Linked DNA regions of Ovis aries: region 1 is linked to region 2. Evidence: chromatin contacts called from public Hi-C data. All regions are on one chromosome and are shown on one strand. The core of a region is the stretch at or near the end of the contact, and the rest is flanking DNA. Distances in the headings are between cores, read along the strand shown.

Region 1 (5,438 bases), core at 1,120-3,619, 160 kb after region 2:
TGACTCCTGTACATTTTCCAGCCCAAAGCTCAGGTTCAGGAATTGGGACTGAATGTCTGGAAGCTGTGCAGCTAGCGCCATCCAGAGGCCAAATGCTGTCCTTCTGGATACGCAGTACAAGCAAAAGGGAAAAGGTACAGGATTTTTTACCTAGAGATGTATGCTTGTTGCTGTTGCTTGTTGCTGTTGCTTGTTGCTGTTGTTCAGCTGTTGCTAAGCTGTGTCCAACTTTTTTGCAATCCCATGGACTGTAACCTGCCAGGCTCCTCTGTCCCTGGGATTTCCCAGGTAAGAATACTGGAGTGGGCTGCCATTTCCTTCTCTAGGGGATCTTCCTTCGATCCTAGGGAGGGAACCTTTGTCTCCTGCTTGGCAGGTGGATTCTTTGTCACTGAGCCACCTGGGAATACATGTCATGCGTACGCACATATATGCAAAACATACGTGTATGTGTTTGTGTGCATGCTAAGTCATTTCAGTCGTGTCCAGCTCTTTGTGACCTACGGACTGTGGCTTGCTATTCTTCTCTGTCCATAAAATTCTCCAGGCAAGAATACTAGAGTAGACTGCCATGCCCTCCTCCAGGGGATCTTCCCAAGCCAGGGACTGAACCTGTTTCCTACATCTGCCTGCACTGGCAGGCGGGCTCTTTACCACAGTGCCCCCTGTATATCTACACATATACCTGTATTATATATGTGTCTCTATGTATATATGGTAGCTTGGGACGGGTATCACACACTATTAATTCGCCATAGAGAATAACTCCATCATGTTGTCTGTCCATTTTGTACTGAAGTAGGAAGGTGTTGGCCCATCAGTAACTGCTTGAGTGAAAGCAATGATCAGAGGCAGGGATGTTGATGTTCTCTTGATCCCAGAATGTCTGATCTTGATCTCATCTGTGGGAGGCACCTGTCCTCTGAGAGTGACTATTCTCACTCTCAGGTGAAGAACTTTGCTCCACTTTGGGTGGCCAAAGAAGGGGAGCATATTAGATGGATGAATGTCCAGTGAAACAAGCCAGCTTCTCCCAGCTGCTGGCCCAGGAACATAACGATAGTTTGAAGAAGGCAAGAGGAGAAAGTCAAGGTTTTCAAAGGAGCCAATTAACTCAGCTCATCTTACTACGATGTTAAGATAGCCTAGGTTCCCTGTACCAAAAACAAACAAACAAACAACAACCAAAACCTCTGGGCTCTGAGCAGCTCCTGGCGTTCAGATAAATAATTGCTACTGAATCCACGGTTATCACCTGCGCCTTCCACCTCCGGCGTCTAGGGAGCTGCGCGCATTTTTAAAGGCACACTGCCCTCCAGTGGCATAAGGTAAAATTGCATGACCTGCTTTCCTAGCGCCAAATTTCAACTTGACTTTCCTGGCGCCCTCATCCCGGGAAGGCGCGTGGATGCCACGGCGTTGGGTGATCACTTTGGAAACTGCGCCTCCCTCTCGCCGTTGCCTGTGGGCCCCCTATGGCAGAGAGTTCTGCGCTTTTTGGCGGTGGGTGTGGGGACGATGCTTCGGGTCGTAATTTTGCATAAGAGTATGACCGGGTGGAAATTAACACGGAAGTGATACTTTCAGGATAGATACAGAACCCTCGTACACAATAGCAGCCCAGGCGTGCAGGAGGATTGAGGGAGGAGGCCTGCGCCCTGGGAGGGCTGGCAGGTGGTAAGGACAACCAGTCTGTCACCCCTTGGGTTCATTCTGGGCGAATACATAGGCGAACAGCAGCCGCCAACGTGGAGGGCTTACCGCGCGCGTGTCGGCGGTCCCGCAGGGATTACCTTATGCGATCTGCCCGATCACTCCCTTGAAAGAGTTCCATTTTCGACCCACTTTGAGGATGAGGAAACTAAGGCTCAGCGAGACTACGCGGCCTGCCACTGACCTCACCAAGGCCGAGGGACGGGGGGTTCCAGGTCTGTCTGAACCAGAGCTGGAGCTTCCAACGCCACGCTCGGGCGGGAGCGGTGGGACCCGGGCAAAACAGGTGAAAACCCGCGACCCCGCGGATGTCCAGTGAGGGGACGAGCGCAAAGGGGCCGGTGGGTGTGGGGCGGGCCTCACCTTGACGATGAGCGGGTTCTGAAACATGGAATCCCGCACGACCCCCAGCCTCTCGTTCTCCATGCCCGGCCGGATGTCGGCCACGGTCAGGGGCCGCCGCGGGGGTGGGCAGATCTGGCTGACCGTGCGGCGGACCGGCGGCTTCTTCTTCTTCCATCGCGTGAGGTCCTGGCAGGAGTTCCTAGCCTCTGGCATCCTGGGGGGTGGCTGGGAGTCGCCGGCCCGCTGGATTCAGCGGGCTTTCCAGCTTGGGGGAGGGCAGCCGCGGAGCTCTGAGCAGGTGAGCCCCCAATCGCGGGACGCACCACCTAGGCCCCGGGGTAGGCTCGGACGCCGGGCTCCATCCGGAGGGGGGCGTGCCCACCTCGCGCTCCCCCACCTCCTTGCGAGGAGAGCTAAGACCCACAAAAACCCCTCTGTAGGTTTATGAGAGCGTCTTCTGGGAGCCTCGCTATGGATTTGAAAAGGGGAGAAAATCATGACCACCCCTTAAGGAAAAATGGAACCGCCCGTCTCCGTGGCGACGGGACGCCAACGGCGCTGCAACAGAGCAGGTTGATTGACTTACAGGAAACTTACTAGCGGCCACCTAATTGGACCTGTTTCTGAGTTTTCTTACTCGAGGAAAACTCAGGAATCACCACTGGGCTATGAATCTACGTGAAGTCTACACAGATTTTAAAAGCGACGGATTTCTAGAGGACCACTTACACCTGATTTCCAAGTTAAAACACTCCCCTCCACTCCACCCCATCCCATTTTTCCCAGCGCCCCTCCCCTGTCTCCATCCCACCCCCCGCCCCCGCCCCGTTCCCTCGACACACACACACACACACACACACACACACACACACACACACAAAACCCCAGGGCAGGCTGCTATGCGTTTCAGGATGAAATAGAAATTTGCATTCTAGGACTGATGTTACCGCTAATCTCAAATTAGTCGCCTTCTTGAGTCCTCTGTTTTCTTCTGTGAAATGGGTAGTGAGGAAAGTCTAGAGTTGAATGAAATCAATGGTACCCAACTTTGTGCAACAGAATAAAGAGAAGTTGAAAAATACAGACTCACTGAATCAGAATATCTGGAAATGGGTTCTAGGAATCTGCATTTTAATACTCCTTCCCTTTCGGATTTTCCCCTTTTTTTTAAGTTCAAAGCTACAGAAACTTTGAAAGAAGAGTGCAATGAAAATCTGTGTAGACTTCACCTAGATTCATTCAGTTCAGTCGCTCAGTCATGCCCGATTCTTTGTGACCCCATGGACTGCAGTACTCCCGGCTTCCCTGTCCATCATCAGCTCCCAGGGCTTGCTCAGACTCGTGTCCTTTGAGTTGGTGATGCCATACAACCATCTTGTCCTCTGTCATCCCCTTCTCCTCCTGCCTTCAATCTTGCCCAGCATCAGGGTCTTTTCCAGTGAATCAGTTCTTTTCATCAGGTAGCCAAAGTACTGGAGCTTCAGCTTCAGCATCAGTCCTTCCAATGAATATTCAGCACTGATTTCCTTTAGGATTGACTGGTTAGATATCCTTGCAGTCCAAGGGACTCTCAAGAGTCTTCTCCAACACCACAGTTCAAAAGCATCGATTCTTTGGCACTCAGCTGTCTTTATGGTCCAACTCTCACATCCATATGTGACTACTGGAAAAACCATAGCTTTGACTGGATGGACCTTTGTTGGCAAAATAATGCCTCTTACATTTTAATATGCTGTCTAGGTTGGTCATAGCTTTTCTTTCAAGGAGCAAGCGTCTTCTAATTTCATGGCTGCAGTCACCATCTGCAAGGCCTAGATTCACTGGTCCTTAGTATTTGCCTTATTTTCTTTCACACACACATACTGCTGAATCATTTTGAAAATATCTGCAGATAGTATCATGCATTTGTGCTAAGTCGCTCAGTTGTGTCCGATTCTTTGCGACCCAATGGACTGTAGCCCACCAGGCTCCTCTGTCCATGGGGCAAGAATACTGGAGCAGGTTGCCATGCCCTCCTCCAGGGGGACAGTATCATATTTGACCTTAAATACATGTATCTGCCAAGAATAAGGACGTTCTCTTATAGAATGCTGTTATGTCTATGGATTTTAATGTGATACAGTGGTAGCTCAGAGGGTAAAGAATCTGACTGCAATGCCGGAGACTTGTGTTTGTTCGATCTCTGGATCAGGAAGATCCCCTGGAGAAGGGAATAGCAACCCACTCCAGAATTCATGCCCATCCATGGCTAGACCGTGGGGTTGAAAGCAGTTGGACATGAGTGAGCGACTAACACACTATGCAGTCCGTGTGCAAAGTTGGGAATCTGCACTTTTTAAGAGCTTCCTAGTAACTGCTGCACTGTTTTGGGAACCACTAGCCTGGATGTTTGGTCTGCCTTCTAGTTTCAGCCTTCTGCGGGGTCATTCACTCATCATTGTCACCTGCATTAAATGTGCAAGTATCTACAAGGCTCTGGGTAAGGGGTTCACCACAGACAACAAACCTGCCCTCAGGCCTTTCCCACCAACAGTGGACAACACCAGCACTGCATTTCCAGGGCAAGCCGGAATCCCAGCTGCTCATCCAAGGCCTGGAACAGCCGTCGAGCGTGGTGTGTATGTATGATTCAGGCTTACGGTTTCTCTAGTCTACTTTGCTTTCAGGTTTTCACATATATGTACATTATGCACTTTAAAAAATATTTGTTTGGCTGTGCCAGGTCTTAGTCATGGCACTGGAATCTTTAGTTACAGTACGTGGAATCTCTAGCTGCTGGCATGTGAACTCTTAGTTGCGGCATGTGGGATCTACTTCCCTATGGATGGAACCAGAGCCCCCTGCGTTGGAAGTGCAGTTTTTAGTGCCTGGACCACAAAGGAAGTCCCTCCTGTTCATTTTTTAATCAAAGCTGCTTGGCAGCTCAAACAGAGAAGGTCAAATGGTACAGCAAGGGGTAGGCTCCTGGAGTAATGGAAGGATCACAGGTTTTAATCCTAGCTGGGGGCAATATAAGTCCACTGGGACAAGTTACACGAAGCTCTAGCTTTCTCAGCCCCAAGGTAAGGCTGATATCACCTAATAAAGATTCCTACAACAGGAGGTTGTTATAGGATTCAATGAGATGTCTCGTCGCTGGTGTGATTATGTTCACTGTGTAATAAGGCTAAAAAGTTTGCGTGGCATGCATTCTGTCTTTGACTTGACCTGCTTAAAACTTTATTTTTAATCATGAACTATGTTTCTTCAGGACACAGCGGAAATGGAAGAATCGGAATAGATATTCGAGGCTTCTTCTAGCTCTAACTTTCACAGAAGTTCAACGTGCATCAGACCCTGCACCGGTTCACCGCTGCCAAGCCCTGAGGTCACCTCCCACC
Region 2 (5,791 bases), core at 2,883-5,382:
ATGGGCATGGGGCTTCCCTCCCTCTTTTTCTCTATTTTTCCTTTATGCTGAGTTTCACTGAGCATGGCGTTTGCAGTGACAGGGTTCAGCTGAATGCGAGTTGATTTCTCTCTGTAGGAAACAATAATCCGGTTAATTGAGCCACAAGGGAGCAAGACTTTTCAACCAGAAAGTGGTTCGAGACTGGGAGGGCGCCGGTCACTGGGTACACCCCAGCGGTTGAGCCAGGAGAGCGATAGCCGGTGAGAAACCGGTGAGAAGCCGGTGAGCGGGGGTCCACGCCTTCCCACTGCCTCCTCCAGACCAGCTCGCCGGCTTCTCCCTGCCCGCCTGGACTCAGGCCACGTTTGGGCAAGGCTGCCTCAGGAGATGGGGATCTGTTAGGATGGGGGATCTTTTCTGTCTAGGCCAGGCAGGTAAAGTTGGAACAAGTTTGAGGAAACGATTATCCAAACCTCTAACTTGATATTGTGGAAACCTTACTTTTTGACCTCATTGTCTGGCCTATTTGTAAAACCCCCCCATTTCTCAGGACTGAGCTCCAAGGTTGGGGGGTGGGGTGGAGGTTGAGTTTAGGGTGTCCAGAAGAACGGGTTGGCTCCTGGGGCTTTTTCTCTAATTCCTCTCTCAGGCGCAGGTTGGAGCCTTCAGATACACACTCGCGGGTGCCCAGCCTCAACCTCCGAAGCAGGCTCAGTCAATCTCAACGCCTGAGAGTTCCAGGCCCACCCCCCCCACCCCCCGCCCCAACCTTCCCGGCTGGGAGCACAGTGCCCGTTCATTTCTCCATGGATATCGGCTCTTGCAAGCCAGGCCGTGTGCTGCAGAACGCCTGACTTCAAAGCCCGGTTCCGCTTCTTTAAATGCTATGCTGAGGAACCTTTGATGCCAAAACTTGGGATAGGACTGACCTTCCCTGCGTGCCCTCCTTGGAGGAGGGACTCTTTGCATGGTAGGTGGATAGGGGAGTCGCTTAGCTGCCAACCCCGTGTGTCTGTCTGTCTCTCTGTCTCTCGGTAAGGTCTCCTGCTTCGGGTCCGCCTTTGAGAAATGCTCCGGAGGCGGTTATTTCTTCTTCTTCACCCGGGACTTTGTTGATGCAAATGTTGGGGAGACCTTCCTCTATCTTCAGCTCCAACCCTATTTAAGTGATATGTGGACAGCCGGCCCTCATCACCACCCCGATCAGATATCATCAGGGACAAGAGAAGAAAATTGATATTCCAATTATCTTAACCGAAACCTTGACTCAAAATCCCACCTATGGGCAAAAAAATAAACAAATAAAGAGACACGAGCCAAACTCTTTCACCAGCAACACGCGGTGCAGGAGGGTCTTGCGGCTTACTCTAACTATAAATCTGGGTGTTGTTGAGAATTATAAATAATAAAATATGGTGTTACACATATATATTTACCTTGCCTCCCTTGCTCCCCCTCACTTCCCCACCACACACCTGTTTTTCTCCCAGGCAAGTTTTTCTTGTCTCTCTAAACAGACCTGGGGGGAGGAGCAGGGGTCCCTGGGCCACAGGCATCTGGACCCCCTTCCTCTAGCTCCAACCCAACCTGCCCATCTAGCACGGCTGACCCAGGGAGACCTCGGAGTCTCCACCGGTTGCTTGGGGCAGTGGAGGAGGGAATGAGATGTGGAGTGGGGCCCCATATGGGTTTTGGTTTGAGGTCAGGGCGTGTCCATAATGAATTCTTGGTTGGGAGGAAAGTGTTAAATGAGCCTTCCTAAATTTTTGTGATGACTTAGTGCAAATATGGGTCAGGAGATGTAGGGCCCCCAAGACAATATAGAAGTTGGCTTTATAGGGAAGCTTTATCTCATGGAAAGCATACCGGGAATTAATTATAAGGCTGAAAGAGCTCTGAACAGCCCCTGCCAGCCCTTCATTTTCTACTGGATGGGGACACAGTGCTCTGAAACTCCTTCCCTTCCTGCCTCCTGACTTCTCCCTGAGAAAAAACTTTGTGCCTCTGGCCTCACCAAAGACCTAAAGTCAAGGCAGTGGCCAGGACGAGAAACAAAATTAAGGAATTCTTTCTCTCCTTCCTTCTTTTTTTCCTTTCTTTCTTCTTTCCTTCCTCCTTCCCTCTTCCCTCTTAGTGCTGATCTCAGCACTCTGGTTAAGGAGGATGGAAAGGAAACTATGGAAAGATTCACGGGGAGAAAAAGCAAGTAAAGGGTCCTGCAACCCCAGTATAGGCTGGGTGCTAGGGGATCTCTGGGTCCCACACACACAGCCCAAAGTTGATTGCTCAGTGCACTTCAAATGAAATCCAGTGAGAACAGTTGGGTGAGCACGGAGACCTCTGAACTCGATCCCAGCCAGCCAGCCGCCTGCCCGACTGCTGTTTCTACTTTGAACTGAGCATTTCTTTTGCAGGATTCCCTGGACCCGGATCACACCGGGGGCCAACGGGAGAGGAAGCTGAATTCCCCTCCCCATCTGGATATTCAAATTAAAGGGTGGAAAATTGACTGTTCTCAGCGCTCCAGCTGAAATTTCCTGCTAGGTTTTCCCCCTTATAAAAAAACATTCGAGCAGAACCCATTGGGTCTTCCGTTGCTTCTGCAAGGTCTTTTCCCAGAGAGCCACTGGCCTGAGAGGAACTTGCTTCTCCCATCGGAGGGTTGGTTAGTCCCAGCCGAAGTTTGGAAAGTTTGCTTTGTATGTTTTCGGGAATCTCTCCTGGGTCACATAGAATTCCTCTCCTCGCTCTCTCCGCTGGACTCTTTGTTGCTCAAAAGCATAACCACGGGGCTGACTGACTGAAAGCTTCAGATGAGACCAGCGGCTCTGCCTGGGCCCGGGGGCGCTCCGGGTGAGCATGTGCCTGTCCCTGCGTGTGTGCACCCCAGTTTTAATGCCGTGTTCAGAAATGGAGCCCCCCTCCCCTAGGTTTTCATCTCCCACTTTCTTACCTTTATACTCAGAATCCGATGAGGCGTTGCTGCCACTTTTGTCCAGCTTGTCTCTAAAGTCCTCCCCAGCCTTGGCCGCAAGACGGCCCCCAGGGTCAGGAGCGGCTGGCTGCCCGCTGCTAGAGTAGGGTGCACAGGCCGCAAGCGGTTTGCAGTCGGCAAGGATGTCCCTGATCAGAAAGGAGGAGGTCACGGTGCGAGACTGGGCTGGGGCCGAGAGCTGCCCAGGCTGCAGGTGGGAGTCCAAACCTGGTCCCGAAGCCCCGCCAGGCCGCTGGGCTCCCGTCTCCAGACAGTCCCTTCCTGGCGAGGCTGGTGAAGAGCAGTCGCTGCTGCTCTCTGAGCGAGGACTCAGCTCCAGGGGAGAGCGGCAGTCCCCGAGCAAGGGGTCCCCCTTGGGAAGGGCGGGGCTGCCCGCTCGGTGGGAGAGAATGGAGTCGATCCCAAAGCCATTGGAGCCTTCCATAGCCAAGCTGCGACCTGTCCTCCCCAAAAGCTCCCCACCCACCCCCAACCCCAGCCGCCGCTGCCCCTGCCCCTAGCTGCGGGCTGGCATGGGGAAGGCGGGCAGGGAGCCTGCGGGCACCTTGGATGGAGTTCAGCCTTGGGGGAGCCCAGGAGCTCTGGGCCAACCTCCTCTGCGCATTAGATCCAAAAGGGCTCAGCGCGTCTTCTGCAGCATCGCACCGAGCAGCCGAGCCGAGGGGGGGTGGTGGGAGTGTCAGGGAGAAACGGGAGGGAGGGTGCGCCAAGTTGGGGAGAGCCAAGGGGGAGATGGACGGCCTGAGCTCCCCTTTGGCACAGAAGAGATGCGAAGACGCTGGAATCTAAATAAAGAAGGGCTTAAAAAAAAAAAAAATCCAAACTGTACGCTTCTTCCAGGCGAGCGGTGGCCGAGGGCAGCGGGGTCAGCACCGCGGATAGCAGCGGGCCCGAGCCGCGCTACCAGCCAGGGGATCGGAGCGCACCTGGCGGCGTCAGCACCGCGGATAGCGGCGGCGGCGGCCCTCGGCGCATGACGCTCCACCTGGCCGGGGAGGTCTTCTCTCCACGCTCCCACCGCTCCGGGGGCCCCGTCAGCACCGTGGACAGCGCCTCCCAGCTCCTCGGTTGCAGCTCTCCGCCTGTCCTCTGCGCGCGCCTTCGCCTCCCCCCCTTTCCTTTAAAAAATGAACTTGTGTCACTTTTACTTTGGGGCTGGGTTTTTTTTTTTTCGTTTCTTTTTTTTTTTTTTTCCGTTGTGTTTTGTGTGTGTGTGTGTGTGTTTTTAAGGGGACTCGCCCACGTGTCCCCGGAGTGATGACGCTGATTGGCTCTGGCCGATTTTGGGGGTGATGTCACGGCTCCGCAAGCCACTGCCCGATTCCTTTCAGTTTGATTAAAAGAGACACTGAATTAATTACAGCACAGACCCAACTGTTTACCGGCGATTTCCACACGGTTTGCTTTCATTAGGCCAGTGATGAGGCTCCTAATGAGGGTGATTAGCCGAGGGGGGTACAGGCGGGCAGGGAGGGGTCCAAAGCTCGGCTGCCGCTGCCATTGGGTTAGGACGTAAGGTTTTTAAGTTTTTCCCCTACACTTTCCCACAGTTATTCAAATTATTCTTCCATCGGGCTGTCAATGATACCTTTTCTACCCCCTCCTTACCTCCCTGCCCTGCCGGTTTTTTTTTTTTTTTTTCCTTCCTCTAGCAAGAAAAAGGGACTAAACCCAGCAGAAAAAGAATTGTATGTGTGGAGAAGAGATTTTAATTTGTTGCATCGTTTTCGGGCATTTCCTTTGGGGTCTACATGTTTTTCGGGAAGGAAAATCTGTAGCCCCCCTCTCTGACCTCTTTGGATCCGGTGGGCCTGGCAGGGGTGGGGAAAGCTTGGTGTCTGCGCCTGGAAGGAGACAGAACCACGGCTTCACTGTGGGGCGAGGCTGGAAAGCTGGGCATGTCGAGTCTGGGACGTTAGAGGGACCCCAAGAAACCCGTGTGGCCCGAGAGGGGCCGCGCAAAGGACCCCAACCCAGCCGACAGTCTCTCCTGCGGCGGAGCGTGTCTCGGGGGTCGGGTGTTTTTGTGCCTCTAAAGAGGAACCTGCGCTAGCTTCTGAGTGCGAGTGTAGACGTCTGCTAACGACTTCATATTTCGCGAGCAGCGAAAGCGCGCCCGAGGATTTGTTTTCAAAGCAGCGCTGGAAACACGGTCTTTTGGCTGTGAATAACTCGCCCCCTCCACCCTCCCCAACTCCGCCACGGTGGTACTCCAGCTCTGCTCCTTTCAGGGTTCGGCCTCCCGCTCGGGGCCCAGGGCTGCGGGCAGATCTGAAGCGCGCCTGGGGCCTGGATCCTCTAGAGGCTACCCCAGGGGTGGGCGACCAGCTCTGCGGTCAAAGGGCGGAGGAAAACCAACCCGCGGGCCTACCAGAGGCGCCCTTCACCCGCCCTGCGCCCGGAGCTCAGGTCTTTCCAAGCGGGCAGGCACCCTCCTGGCCCCTCTACCCTCGGGCCCCAAGAAAATACCGTAGCCCCGCTTCAGACTGAGCATCTAAGATCGCTGCGGAATAGCGAAGCGCCCCAATCGCCCTACACCCGAGACCCGGCCGGGGAAGACCGGTGCAGCTGGACGGAGCAGAAACTTTCTTCTCCCTCGAGCCAGGCCGGCGGTGGCCCCTTGCCCGGCTCCCCGCGCTCTCCCTCTGAGCCTCCTGGCAGATTGGAAGCGGCCTCGCCGCCGGCCGAGCTGGGGGCGAGGACGGGCGGCTCCCCAGGGACGGCGGGCCCGGCTCGGCTGCAAGCTGTCGGGGGAGGCGGGAGGACAGGCGCCGAGGGGCCAGGAGCCCACAGGCCCCCGCCCTGGCCCGGCAG

Evidence for each region. Hi-C and Micro-C count contacts between places; a contact is called where the count stands out from the background.
Region 1: a Hi-C map of liver shows a contact between it and region 2, with 7 times the contacts expected there. The contact joins the promoter of CFAP77 here to the promoter of BARHL1 in region 2. A contact is called at or near these places in 6 of 16 Hi-C or Micro-C datasets (hypothalamus, liver, skin fibroblasts and 1 more).

What each region holds. Positions count from the first base shown.
Region 1 is chr3:4,452,228-4,457,665 of ARS-UI_Ramb_v3.0, forward strand. It overlaps CFAP77 (cilia and flagella associated protein 77), which reads right to left and starts at 2,370. Exons shown (of 6, transcript XM_004007129.5): 1 at 2,077-2,370. The coding sequence starts at 2,271.
Region 2 is chr3:4,290,856-4,296,646 of ARS-UI_Ramb_v3.0, forward strand. BARHL1 (BarH like homeobox 1) reads right to left here and starts at 4,133. Exons shown (of 3, transcript XM_027968318.3): 1 at 2,936-4,133. The coding sequence starts at 3,401.